2 separate regions of the Mus musculus genome follow, and region 2 is linked to region 1. A link is a contact called in public Hi-C data. All regions are on one chromosome and are shown on one strand. The core of a region is the stretch at or near the end of the contact, and the rest is flanking DNA. Distances in the headings are between cores, read along the strand shown.

What was found. Hi-C and Micro-C count contacts between places; a contact is called where the count stands out from the background.
Region 2: a contact with region 1 is called in a Hi-C map of muscle stem cells, with 2.1 times the contacts expected there. The contact joins two enhancer-like sites. A contact is called at or near these places in 2 of 15 datasets of contacts at CTCF or cohesin (CD8 T cells and the NIH/3T3 cell line) and 1 of 484 Hi-C or Micro-C datasets (muscle stem cells).

Annotation. Positions count from the first base shown.
Region 1 is chr10:13,736,842-13,744,015 of GRCm38.p6, forward strand. All of the region lies in intron 3 of Aig1 (androgen-induced 1), which reads right to left. Among named protein-coding and RNA genes, the nearest start is that of Aig1, 130 kb to the right of the region's middle. Within about 2 kb of position 3,215, at least 67 of the 459 cell types and tissues checked have an H3K27ac peak or open chromatin away from gene starts, as enhancers often do. A contact at or near this core is called in muscle stem cells, where this site is marked.
Region 2 is chr10:14,040,196-14,047,121 of GRCm38.p6, forward strand. All of the region lies in intron 1 of Hivep2 (human immunodeficiency virus type I enhancer binding protein 2), which reads left to right. Among named protein-coding and RNA genes, the nearest start is that of Hivep2, 77 kb to the left of the region's middle. Within about 2 kb of position 5,021, at least 130 of the 459 cell types and tissues checked have an H3K27ac peak or open chromatin away from gene starts, as enhancers often do. A contact at or near this core is called in muscle stem cells, where this site is marked.

The DNA of each region.
Region 1 (7,174 bases), core at 1,965-4,464:
AACATCCATGGCTATATAAATCTCTTACACCAAAGGACTCAGTGTCACACCTAAACATTTTTAACAATAAAATATAATAAAACAAAAATTATCACATTGGAGTTGGACAAGAGAAACAAACAGAAAGAAGCAAGCCCAAGAGAAGGCACAAGAATCAGAGCCCTATTCATTTGTACACTTGGGAATCCTGTAAGAACACTGAACGAAAATCCATTGTGTGTGTGTGTCACACACATGCACACACACACAGAGCAGCTGGTGCTGACAAGTGCAGGCCCTGTGCATGCTACATCAGTGTTTGTGAGTTCAGATGACCTTAGATCATGTGGATTCAGGGAAACTTGCTCTCTGGGTGTCTACCATCCTCTCTGGCTCTTACACTCTTTCTGCCTCTTCTTCTGCAATGTTCCCTGAGCTCTGAGGGGAGGGATTTCATGGAGACATCCCATTTAGGGCTTCCAACTTCTCTCATCCTATGACTGTGGGTCTCTGTATTTGTTCCCATCTGCTACAGGGGGAAGCTTCTCACAAGATGGCCAAGCACGGCATACAGAAGAACGGTCAGACCTCAATTTTAAGCTCCACACTATCACTTACTACTTAACTGGCCTAAGTCAGATCTGCATTTAAATTAACTTAAAGAAATCAGTAACCCCACTTTATACAAACAATAAAAAGGCTGAGAAAGAAGGTAGGAAGATAATACCCTTCACAATAGCTGCACACGGAAAACCAAAATACCCAGGATAGCTAAAACAATCGGAATAAAAGAACCTCTGGAGGTATCACTAGCCCTGACTTCAAGCGGTATTACAGAGCAATAGTAATAAAAGCTGCTCGTGAAAGGGTGAAAATTATTACCTCTTAGGGGTCATGGGGTGGCACCTGTAGGAAATTCACTATCTGGAGTGTGTATAATTGTGTGAGGCACACATATATTTGTTTATCTTTATAATGAATAAGTATAGACAGCTACTATTTTCATTCCCATCTTTCAGATAAGAAACATGAGGCACAGAGGGTTTAAGCGACTTCCAGTACAGCCAGAAACAATGGGGCCAGGATTCAAGCCCAGGACACCCGGCAGAGGAACTTATAATATAAATCCTTATGCCACACTCTTTTCATGAGTATGTTCATAAAATGTTGGTTCATTGTTCATTCAATCTCTTTGTCCAAGGCAGGTGGGCTTAGGTATAGACTCAATTCTACCTAACCCTCGTCTGTCTTAGATGCAGCCAATAATAGGGAAACCTGCTTCCAAATCCCCACCTTCTGAGAAACTTCACAGGTTCTAGAAAGGTGAATAAGTAATCTTTTTAGATTACTAAATAATTTTTAATTGCTTATGAAACCAATTAGCCAATATGCCATGTTTTGTATGTAATCATATACATAATCCGTATCCATGTTTAAACATGGGCCATGTTCCAGGTCTAATGGGAGGACAGGAGAATGTCGAACATGTAGTGGTACACACACATCACCATGTTAAGCAGAAAAGTTCCCTGGGAATGGTGAACTCGTACACATGGCTCTGGAGATGGGGAATGAGAAGGAAACGGGACATGTGGTAATTAAGTGGGGATTTGAACTCACAGTCCTGCCTGTCTTCTTGAGGAACCCACCACTATGGCAAGGAAGCTCATTGGCTCAGCAGTGCAGCCTTCCTGGGCATTCTGTTCTCTAGCCACAGTTGCTTTCTGCCCTAACATAGCAGGAGAGCATGGGCTGTACTGAGGAGTGTTGTAAAGTCAGCTCTCTGGGTCCTGTAGGTTTTTAAAATTAAGACTGGCTGAAAAAAAAAAAAAAACTAATGACTTACCTTCTGTTGTGAGGCCCCTCTGGATTAGACTGCCCCTCTGTTTCATCTATCAATGCCTCCTGTCTTTGAAAAGGGTCATTCTCAAATCTTACTGCAGCTTCATGCCTCCTATAGCCTCATCTACCTTTCTATAAGCAGGATTAGTCGGTTTTCACAAACCTAGCCTTGTGCATTTTCTCTTCCTCTAGACTTCTAAACTCCAGCTTTCCTTCACAGCTGAAGTAGGGTAGAAAGTGGCTAGTTAGAGTTGACGGTGACTCATAAGTTCAATAACAGGAGAAAACAAGAGAAAGGTAGGATCAGTGATTTGGACAGGACATCAATACCAAACCCTGGCTCCACTAGCCAGCTCCTTGGACTCTTAGTTTCCAGACAGGCCCCCAAAGTAGAACTGTGACCTAATGCGAGAGCATTGAAGGCTTGGATGCTAGAGGCCCTGTAGGAAGAGTGACTGGATGAGTAGATGTATCCACAAGTGAACGCTTTCTGAGGCAAGAATCCTTACTTTGGTATCCTGGGGGGGTGGGGGTGGGGACACAGCAGAGCTCCTAAATACGAGTTAGATGGATGGGTGAATCGGCCTCATTCACGGATATATGATGCTGCATTTAAGGCCTGAAGGGTGAATTCATTAGAGACACTGAAACTCAAAGCAAGGTATCATTAATGCTAGGCAGTGTACCAAACAGGAAAACTCTTGCTTTTGGGGGCCAGGCAGAGAGGTGGAGTTTTAGTGGCAGCATTTATTGGTCACATGGTTACAGCAAGTCACTTCACTGGTTGGAGCCGAAATGTCTTTAGAAAGAGAAGCAAAGATAGTAACTGTCTGTCCTTCAAAGAGGCATGATGATCGTCCCAGTGAAAACACGAAAGTGAAATGCGGCTCAGTGCACAGCACCCACTGGGGTTGCGCGGAAGCAAGTGTGGTTTAGCGAGTGCTGCTCGTTTTGCTTACCGTTGGAAGAGGAGACAAGATAAGCAGATGGCCAAATGATACAAGGACTCAAGCCTACTGTTGTAGAGGTTGCAAAAGTGAAAGTGGAGCCTCATGGCTGCCAGCTTGGCTCTTCTTCAGACAAGTCCTACAAAGACTGTAAGTGGCTTCCAAGGGGGCAGGTACTCGGTGCGATGCTCTCTAAAGTGCGAAGGACAACATCATTACATCTAGGGCAGCTGGACACAGCACTAGCAGTGGGCCCTGGCCACAGGCCGATGAGGAGACAAGTCAGAGACCTGCTGTTAGGGCTCCTCACTCAGGGGTGCCAGAGAATGAGTCTTCTGAAAATCCTGACTCCAGAAAAAACCGACAAATTACCAACAGATGGGGTGAGTCACAGACGTGGAGTCCAAATGAGGCATCGGCACACAGCAGGCCCTGCCCTGCTGGGCTGAGCTGGACAGCCGCAGCTCTAGGCCCAGATGGCTGCGAAGGTCACCAGGAGGGACACCAGCCGTATGTGCTCTACTCCAGAGAACTGGCAAGCCTTCGAACCCACGGAAGCTTACGGGATCAAAGAACCACAGCGTCCAAGACAGGGAAAAACAAATTTCTTCTGAGCTAATTGCTTACAAGGTGACAAGGACACACAGCTTCAATGGTACGGAAGAAAATGGAAGGACCAGGAAACTCACTCAGCTCACAGTCAGTCTCTGCTCTAAAGCTTGACTTAGAGCAAACCTCAGAAGAATTTTCTGGCCTTCCCTCAGAGAAGGTAAGGTCTCCACTGGAGAACGTCACCCTGTCCTGCTTCCCAGAAGAAAGCACCCGAGCAAACATGTCTTGCCACACTTCCTATGCTTAATCGCCACAGGATCCCACTTGTACTAAATGCAGTCATATAATTCTGTGGTTTTCGCCAACCACAGAATTAAAACAGAATGAAAAGGTTTATGTATTTCTTGGGCTCCAGTTTTCTTTATGAGTCTCCAGTATCGCGGAAAACTTATATACAGTGTGTAACACAGCTTTTCTGTTATTAATGTCTCTTTACAATATGGGCCATAGTTGGGAGTCTCGAGTTTTACTTTTCCTGCTGTAGAAACTAGTGAGATGAGGGGGTGGGAGCAAGGCATGCTGGGAAAGGGCACAGCAGGAAAGGCACTGCTTCCCCTGTAGCTTACTGGATGGGAATGCCCTTTCTCATGCAAGCGTTCTAACCCCACAGACATGCATGTGCATTTCCCACAAATGGTCTTTGCCATGACTCTCTCTATGAAATCCAGCACTCAGTCAAAAAAAATGTACCTATGCAAACTTCAGATGTGTTTCCTTCCTCCATCATGACAGAAACAGATTTCTAACACAGAATCTCCCAGAAACCGAGAGCGAAGAAAGGAAATCCTAAATTTTTATTTTGGGGAAAAAATTGCCTGGAAGTTCTCATAGCATTCTGTTTGAGGAAAAAGCCTGACTTCTGGGTTTCTACAGTACCACAGTTGCACGTAAGACAAGGGGGTTCCTTGCAGGAAGATGCTCCTGAACCCACTTTTGCCACAAGTGGTTTAGCTGCTCATACACCGCCATCTTTGAATTATGGGTCCTGAGCACATGTTCTTTTAGTGGGCCCTCAATAACAGATACATGAGAGAAAGGATGAATGCACACATACACAGCAAGCCTATGTATTAACAGTTTGGTCTTTTTGTCCTCTATAAGGGAAGTATATTATGCTAAAGAGGACAGCTCCTCTTGTCTAAGATAATCAAACTACAATTCATTTATCATCTTGTAACCCAAGATTTTAGAGCAAAAGCTGGAGATCTGGAAAGCCCCAACATACTACACTTGGCCACCCCTCCCAACACACTGAATAGACCAAGTCAAAAACAGAGAAGAGAGATGAGCAGATAAAGTGACCCGGATTCTGTTTTCTGGGTGCTGACTTGGGCTTGAGGTTTAAAGAGACCTGGGAAATGTGCAGTCCTGGCCAAGGTTTTTCATCTCAGGACTTGGCTTTGAAATTTAAGACTTAAAAATTTAGGTTCAAGTTATAAGCTTATAAGAAATAACTAGGTGGGCAGGCAGATGGTTATGGGAGCTATCTCCTACCTTGGCCACTTTCTGAGGTATCAGGACAGAGGAGTTGGGAGGTGCCAAGAGTGCTCAGACCCTGGGTGTCCATGAATGCTGTGCAGAACACTTTTTCACTAAAGAGGAAAGTCCTTTACTCCGCCCCTAGCCTCTGAGCTCGAAGGCTGCTTAGATAACCATGTTTGTGGTTCCTGAGGATGGACCTCTCATCATAATTAGCATCCTTTACAATCAGAAACTAGAACAGAAACCTCTGACTACTGGATAAAAAAAGGGCTCCTACTCATAGCTTTGTCCCTGTGAAGACAGCATGCCAAACTGCCAAGAAGACCCTAGATTATTACCCAAAAAGAGACATTCTGGCAAACAGCAAAACCATTCACTGTTCTTTCCCAATGGGCCTGAAGCTCACCTTCAGAAACAATGACTAGTTGGAAGCTGTTGTAAAAATGTTAGGAAATAGTATTAAAGCCTACTTAGAAACGTAGGCTGGACAAATGGTTTCCCTGTCTGTTGCTCACTCTCAGCCTGTGAGTTTCCCTCTGGAATGCCTCCTTTGGCCATGCCCAGCCTCGCACTTGTGAGAGTCTCACATTGTTCTGTCATAAACTCCGTCTGTCATCTACACTGTGCTCTGTGTGTCTTGTCTAAATTCCAAGAGATCATGAAGACGGGGCACAGAATGGAGGCCAACAGTGACCCTGTTGTTCCCACCCTGATTTTAGGGAGACTAGCACAGGCCACAGAGGAAAGAACACCAGCAACATGGCCCTGCAAGAACACCACTTTCCCATTCATCTTCTTTACACTCTACACATAAATATGCATTGCTATGGAGAATTTTGGATGAGAAAGTGTGGAACACAAGGGGTATTAAGAGGCAAAACAGCAGAAAGGTAGACTTGAAAACGTAAGGAAAAGACCCTGCAAAGTAGGCGATCCTGCGAAGGAAACCCATGCTTATCTTTGCCATTAAGAGAACATGGACAGATAACTCAAATTAGCAGCTTGTGCTCAACAAGTGCTTGTCTTACTGAAGACATCTGCCATTTTGGAAAAAGATGCTAAGGCAATTTTATCAGAAAGGAATGACATTATTATCTGGCATATTGGCAAACGAGGATGTTTGTGAATTTCTCATTTATAGGACAGGCGGCCTGATGCCTGGGCTTGTTGATGTTACCCTGCCTGTGCTAAGAGACTTCATGGATGACTATCTGCCTAGGAAAGATGAACCTGTCCCACCTGGCATGTGCCTAAGGGTGTCCATAGTCAGTGACTCCCTACCATACTCTTGATCATTGTTAAAACCTGGAGAATGGTTTCGATCCAGAAAGCATGCAGAGAGAGAGAGAGAGACAGAGACAGAGAGACAGAGATACAGAGAGAGACAGAGAGAGAGACAGAGAGAGACAGAGAAAGAGAGAGAAAGAGAGAAACATCTGTGCTTGGTGTGGCTTGTCTAAGTTCTAAGAGAGCAGGAGGACAGAGCGCAGGAGGGTTTATAGAAGGACCTATAAATACGGTTCATAAAAACAATCTGATTAACAGAAACACAACACATTGAGAAGAATCACTTCGCACCATGTTCCCTCAATTCGTTTCATTGCCAGAAAAATCTCTCAAATCCTCAAGTTACACCTATAAGAAATGTTTCGATAGCATCAAAGGCTCCAGAGTGCCTTCATGGGTACACTGAGACGTTGCTGTCTTGACATCCATGGTCTGTCTCACAGCCTGGATCCTGAGCATCTCTCTCTCCTTTGGATCTCTTACTACTGCCCACATACAACCTGTGCCATAGGCATATCAAAGAACCCATGACCTATTCAGTCATCTATATCTGTGCTGTCAAGTCCAGCAGGGACCAGGCACAAGTGAGCCACTGAGCATTAGGGAAACGGTTAGATGGACAAGACAAGGAGAATCAGTGTCAAATACATACCAGAGTTGGAAGCTCTAACAAAACAAGGAATAGGAAGTATCTCTGCTAAAAGCTACCTATGGGAGAAAGGTTTTCTTTCTTTCTTTCTTTCTTTCACACAGTGGGAAAGACTTGGTGGCAGAACAAGAAGCCAGCTTGTAACACTGCGTCAGTATTCAGAAAGCAAGGTGTAGGTCTAGGCTATAAAACCTCAAAGGCAAGTGGCCAGTGATATTCTTCCTCCAGTGAAGCTCCACTTCCTGAAGGCTCTATGGTTTGCACGACTGCAGCACCAGCTAAGAACCAAGGGTTCAAACACTCAAGCTCATCATGTTACTTTTTTTTTTTTTTGGCTTTTCGAGACAGGTTTTCTCTGTATTGCCCTGGCTGTCCT
Region 2 (6,926 bases), core at 3,771-6,270, 310 kb after region 1:
AGATGAATGGGTTTATTTATTTTTACATAAATAATTAAATCTTAACTGAATATTTGATATTTCCAGACATAGAACATAATTAACATTTTCAGAGTTAATCAATATTTTAATTTTATAATTGTCAATGCTGATGACTGTTCTATATATAAATAGTTAGTATAAAATGTTTATATGTATAAATAATAACTGGTATAAAACACCTAGTATAAGATGTTTACAGCTTTTAAAGAAGCATGATGGACATTTTATCCCAATTCCAACACCAAACTTGGAACTGTTTTTAATAATCCAAGTCAGCACCTCAAACACAGTTTAAAAAAATCAAATATTCTAAAACAATCCAATTCAAAGAGCGCTCAGTAGATAGATACTTCCATCTTGAAGAACGATGGTAGGAAAATGTTAAAATTCTTTGTTTTACTGTAATTAACTCATGTTTCTATAAGAGCACAAATCTTTGTATATATAGTAAAAACACTGAACTACAGAACAGTAGTGAACTCCAGTAGTGTGAAATCTGGGCCAGTGTGTTTTTGGCACCCTTTCTTGGCGTTGTATGATATAAAGGCATTGACAGTACAAAGTGAATGTGTCGTGGGTTCAGAACCGAGGCTGCTGTGAACCCACGAGATGCCACACATGGGAGTATTGCCTCGAGTGCCTTGTCTCTATCACACATTTGATCTTGAATTCGGTTTTGGTCATGGAGCTTCAGAAACCTTTTCCATTGCTAAATTTTTCATAACCACAGTATGGGCTTGTGACCCACAGTTTTAGAAGCTAAGTCCTGAGGTCCTTCTGGAGTTGGAAGAAGGAACCTCGAGGCTCTGAAGGCCCTCTGTAGGCTGGAGGAGGCAGCATAGTTGGAGTGAGGAAGGTTAAGCTTTAGTTCCAAGCTGCAGAGCTAGAGAGTAGGGGAGGAGGCAGAAGAGGAAAATACTCAGCTAGGCTAGCAGAAAGAAACACCCCCGGGGGCATTGCCACTCCAGCCCCCACAACCGCAGCCCTTTCTCTGGTCTGGCTTACTGGGTGGCCTTTTCAAGGAAGGGGGCAAAGGTAGATCATTCAGGTTTAATTTGAAAATTGTTAACACACATGTAGCTCTCAGTACAGCCCTCCTTTCTGGTGCCATAAACCTTCCCCCTCCCTGGGATCAAGCTGTGTAAGGTCACTGGGATGAGATTCAAGTGAAAAGGGTGATTATAGGTATGTTTTAGGGACCTGGGGACTGTGGATAGTCCTTGAGTCACCACTACTGGAATGTGAAGCCTCCCACAGAAGGATCCATGTGTTGTTCCTTATGGGTTTCAAGTCTGTGTCAGAGATGGAGACAGGGCAAGGACCTCAAAATGTTCCACATACAAAAGCTGAATTTCAATAGAAAGCGCTGGTCTTAACTTTCACCCAAATTTTATGAATCCAAAAGTTTTTAGAAAAGTTTATTTAAGTTCCAATAGGAAACTTTAAGTACTGTCTCCTTGTGGTCGGCTCTTTAAAATCCTGTCGGAAAGCAAACACTCGTTCTCATGATTGCCGTGTCTTTCTGCAGCTGTCCTGGGTGGCCATCTGTTCCCTCAGGTGGACTGAGTGTTAATCTCCACTCAGGCTGCTGTCCTGTCCTGTCTGCTTTGCTGGATCTCCCCTTCTCTCTTAGGATCCCTCTTTGAAATGGAATCCTTTCCTAAACAGAAGTTCCACACACCAAGTGGTATCTATTTATAATCTGCAAGTGTGGGACTGGCAGCTTAGAACTCAGATGATCTGAAACTGTGGAGCGGGGCAGGACTAATTTTAAGGGCAGTTAATTGAGGACTTGGAAGGAAACATCCCTGGTTTTTCTTTTTTGAAGTATTCAAATTATGTCTTCATTACATTTGAGAAACAACTGATAGAAAAAAATGGGCATATATGTTAAAAAACAGAACACATCAAATCAGAGCTGGAGACAGAGGTCATTTAGTAAAATTCTACCATGCAAATATCAGGACCTGGATTGGATCTCCAGCGCCCACCAAAAGCCAGGTGTGGTAGTGTGAGCCTCTAGTACTAGTGCTGAAGACTCAGAGGCAGGAAGATGCCTGGAGTTCAGTGGCCAGCAAGGCAGTCTAGCCAAACCAGGGAGTCTCCAGTCCCAATGAGAGACCCAACCACAGAAAGTAGGAATGGTTTCTGAGGAATGACATATACGATGTTGACCTCTGGCTTGGATACTCCTTCATGTTCACATACAACACACCACCACCACCACCATCTCCACCACAACCAGTAACAACAACAACAACAACAACAGAAGACTCCACCAAGGCAAAACCCAACTGTTGTTTGAAGGGGGCTGTTTTCCTGACTCCATGGATGCCCACAAGTAACACTTAATTTTGTTTCACTGGTCCTGTTGCTTGCATCCACTTCATGGAGTACTTTTGTATCAGATTTGGTTTGCTGGGTTATGCTTTTCTTTTCATTCATAAACTGGTTTCCTCAAGTTTCAGTTCCACGTGAGCAATTGGCATCTCACAAGTCAGTCATGGGAGTCGGGAGTCGTCTTTGGAAGGCCATTCTAACTGATGTCAGTGAGTGGGGCAGACTTGCCCAGTAGCATGTCAGACAGTGATCGGGTTCACTGACAACGCAGAAGCAGAGGCCATCATCTGCCCATCGCTGTCCTCTGAGGCTTGGGTTCAGCGTTTGAATGCTTGAGTTTGGTTGCCTCATTGGTAACTAATTGGTAGGTGGTTCCTTTGTGGCCTTTGCCAGTTAGCAGACGTATGCAAATGGAGTCTTCACAGAGTTTCACTTTCCTTCAAAATACAGCCAAGTCTTCTATGAAATGGCGGGTAACAACTTCTGTTTCTCCTATTCAAGTTTCAGAAATTGTCAAGGGTAGATCCTACTTAACTGTCAGTGGTAGAAGTCCCAGAAGTGGATAAGTCATAAAATGTCATGAGTATACGTACAAGCAGTTAAAAAATTCCTGAGGCGGGCAGGAAGTTCTTCATATTTATCCACACAAAGGGCCTATTTCACAGTGTTTCTCTTCTTGGTTGTGATTAACATGAGTGGGCGTCACTCAGAATCAATATGTGTGTGTTTTGATTGAGACCTAGATTTTTTTTTTTTTTTACCCATTTTAAAGAAATACAGAAGATCTGAAGGGCTAGAACCCTTTTCCTTTAAAATAACTTAGAAGGCGAAACCTGTTTTCACTTTCTCTAGTGCGTGTGTGTGTGATGTGTGTGTGTGTGTCTGTGTGTGTGTGTATGTCTCTGTGTATGTCTGTATGTGTTTATGCATGCACATGTCTGTGTGTGTGTGTGTGAGTGCATGCATGTAAGCATGCAAGTGTTTGCGTATGTGTGTGTGTGTCTTTGTGTGTATGTCTGTGTGTGTGTGTGTATGTCTGGGTGTGTGTGAGTATGCATGCACGTGGGCCAGAGGTTGACATTTCTCAACACTCTCCACCTTGATTTTTGAGATGGGGTTTCTCACTGAACCCAGTGTTTGTAGAGTAGGCTAGAGTAAGAGAATGAATGCGCTTGCTTCCATTTTTCCTCCATCCCAGTTCTAGAGTAGCCAAAATTGTGCTTGACGTCTTTTGCAGGCTCTGAAGATTCAAACTGGGACCTCCACTTTTCCTCACTCCTTCAAAACGAAGATTTTAATTTCCCCTGGAGTCCCCTGTCTTCATTGACTTTTAAAGAAAACATTTTAAAAGTTTTAAAGAAAAACAGCTTCAAAGTCGCAATATTAGATCAAGGAGCTATAGGCAGAAATCTGTTCCTAATTGTGACTTTTTTCTTCCAGATTTAAAAAAAAAATAGATTGTGTACTTGACTAACTCCAAAGTTGTCAGTCAAAAGTGACTTTCCTGTCACAGATCATCCGGTGTTTGCTGAGCGGCTATTGCCGCATGCAACCTCTCAGAGCTCTTGGTCTGTGAGAAAGGCAGATGCAAAGGAACGCAGGATGAGGGATTCCAGAGACGTGGTGACCAGAATGTAGGCAGAGGAGGGGAGACACAGGTCATCGGAAGTCGGAGTGGGAGGCTGGAGGCCGGGCTGAGTGCTCAGGAAGTACTCACCCATTGCTTGCTGTTACCTAGGCTCAGCCTGGGGGGCTGCTGGCTTCAGTGATGCACACATTCTGTTGCACCCCTCCCCCACTCCCCCAGGAGGCAGACACAGATCATCCTTCTCATTCACGTGTGTGTGTGTGTGTGTGTGTGTGTGTGTGTGTGTGTGTGTGTATGTGTGTATGTGTGTGTGTGTGTGAGAGAGAGAGAGAGACAGACAGACAGACAGACAGACAGACAGGGATGCACAAATGCAGCTATGTGCTTCCGTGCACACACACGCCCCCTGTAAGTTTGTGGAGGGTCTGGGAGGAATTGACTTTAGAACAGGGTCTTGACTGAGGTGGTGGGGGTCAAGCAGAGCAGCCATGCTGTTTTGTACCTTAAACATGTCCTTAAACGTCCCTGGAAAAAGAAAGCAGCCTTTTCCAGTGAGGGAGAAGGACGCCTCTCCATGGTTATAAGTAGATGCTAGGTTGGCATTTCATACTTGCTTTTTTTTTTTAAAAATAGATTCGTAACTATTTTTTTAACCAGACTCTTAACTGTGGGATTTGCTTAGCAAACCTGAGTTGCAATTCCACTTGTAAGTGGTCTTCTCCCCCAAACTGCCATTTCTGGTGTCAGCTACAAGGACCTAGCACAGAGCTTGCAGCACCTCCCTAGCTCAGGCCCAGCTCCAAGGTCAGCTTTCTGAGTTGAGGCTGCGGGGAAGTTCATGCCGAATCCCCAAGTCCTGTCTCAGCCAAGGTGAGGCCTTGGCTAGGAATGGACAAACCCCACCTGACACACACAGACACACACACACACACACACACACACACACACACTACCCATGGTTAGGTGTTTACAGCATCTAATCTTCAGCAATTAAAGAGAAGAAGTGTGGGTGGGGTAAAAAATAGCAATACCCACATTGTGAAGTCTTTGAGAAAAACAGGAAACTAGTCTTTTTTAACCAGTGATGCCCAGAACTGGTTATTGCAAAGAGCTTGTTTTCCTAATGTGATGTGGTCAGCCCAGCTGTGGCAGAAGTTGAATTCTGCTCATTATGACGGGCGTCTGTGGATTCATTTAGCTGACAAACCTATAGACAGGCGAGCATAATTATCAGTGGTAACCTGGTCATTATGGCCGGATGGTGTTTGGGGAAACAATGTGCCCCAGTCCTGAAAGCCGGTGAGAACATATGAAATAAGAACATTTGACCGACCCAGAGTTATTTCCAGGAGTTGTAAACGAACCAGGCCTGTTTGTTGTAAAGGAGCTGATAGAGTTTCTGTCTTCATTATTTTATTTTATTTTATTTTAATTTTTAAGTTGACAGGCAGCACTGGGTGTTAGTATATATCATTTTGTGACTTGCTCATCAGCCCAAGCTTCATGTACAATGTTTTAAACTTCTCGTTGTTGGCACCCAGTGTCTGGTTTCAGTTAAATCAGTTGAGAATTAAAAGTGGGGTCAGAAATGACTTTCATCCTCCTCAAGGTCACATGGATTCCCTTGCCTTGGTGGGCAGTGCAGAAAGGAACGACCTTGGGGAACACGATTTAGGCAATTGTCAGCTAGACTTTTGGCCTTGAGGAAAGTGTAGGCTGCTTCAGAACCAAAGCAAAAGGAGAAATCCCCATGGTCTCCACTGCAGTCTTTCACTGGGTTAGTGTCAGACAGGCGGAGGAGGCTTCCCCTCTACTTCCTGCTGTGGGTTCTGGGTCACTGGGGAGCCCATCTCCACCAGCCCTCTCTGCAGACTGTTTCTCAGTGGCGGTGTCATCTCAGGGATGAAGGGGGGCTAGACTTTTTCAACTGCTTATTGTTTTGTTTTGGGTTTTTTTTTTTTTTTTTTTTTTTTTTTGGTTGCCAAGCCAAGCTTTGGGTCTGTGTAGTGGAGGCTTTACGCTTGCCTGTTTGTATCAGACTTTACAGTTGTCTCTTTAATAAGTAAGCTACTCGCCCTTCTCTTTTGTGAAGCCTGTTTTCAGTGCATGATCCAGGCAGCATGCCTGGGATTAGCAGTGCCCCCTCTCCAGCTGACTGCCCAGGCAGTTCCAAAAAAGGCAATCGTCCCTGCTATTGATTTCTGTGGAGCATCAGTCATGTTGGAGTTATTTACCACGAGAGAGGAGTAAGCGTCTTGCATCTGTCTCTTAGGTTTAACACAAGGGCACTGTACAGCAAGCCTGTCTCCATTCTGATCTAAGGAGATATTTTTTCCTCTCCTTGGAGGCAGCTTGGCCAGGGCAGTTAAGTGGATCTGGGGAGTATGAAGGTCTTGGTTTTTTAACCCCTTGCTGCTTCTTAGTGAAAAGGGAGGACAGTGGATGGATGCTGTCTGCCACTTAGCCCTTCCCAGGATGTGGTAAAGTAATGAGATAATAGTTGTTGAGTACACTCAAACGCAGATGAGAGATAGTTCTAAAAGTGCCAGCCCTTACTGGGGGGAAAAAAGCTAACAACAGAACTAGCAAACAAACATGTTTTATCAAGACTCAGATTTCAAATGCATCTTAAAATCTGGTGTTTCTGTGGGGAAAACAAAGCCCTGGGGCATTATGATAATGTTGAAGTGGCAGGAAAAAAAAAATGGATTGGTATTGCATTCACTTTGTACACGCTTCCATGGTGGTTTCTGTACATTTTCATGTTTAAAAATATAATAAAATTATTTCCATGCTCCTAAGAATGTACCTTCGGCACTACCCCATCTTGACAGCTCCCTTTAAGCCTATGAATGGAGCACAATATAAAAAACTTGGGCTGTGGTGTTGGAAAAGGACTGGAGTCCCAGGATCTATGTAGGGTAGCTAGCTCACAACCACCTCTTAACTCACTTCCAGGGAATCTGACGCCCTCTTC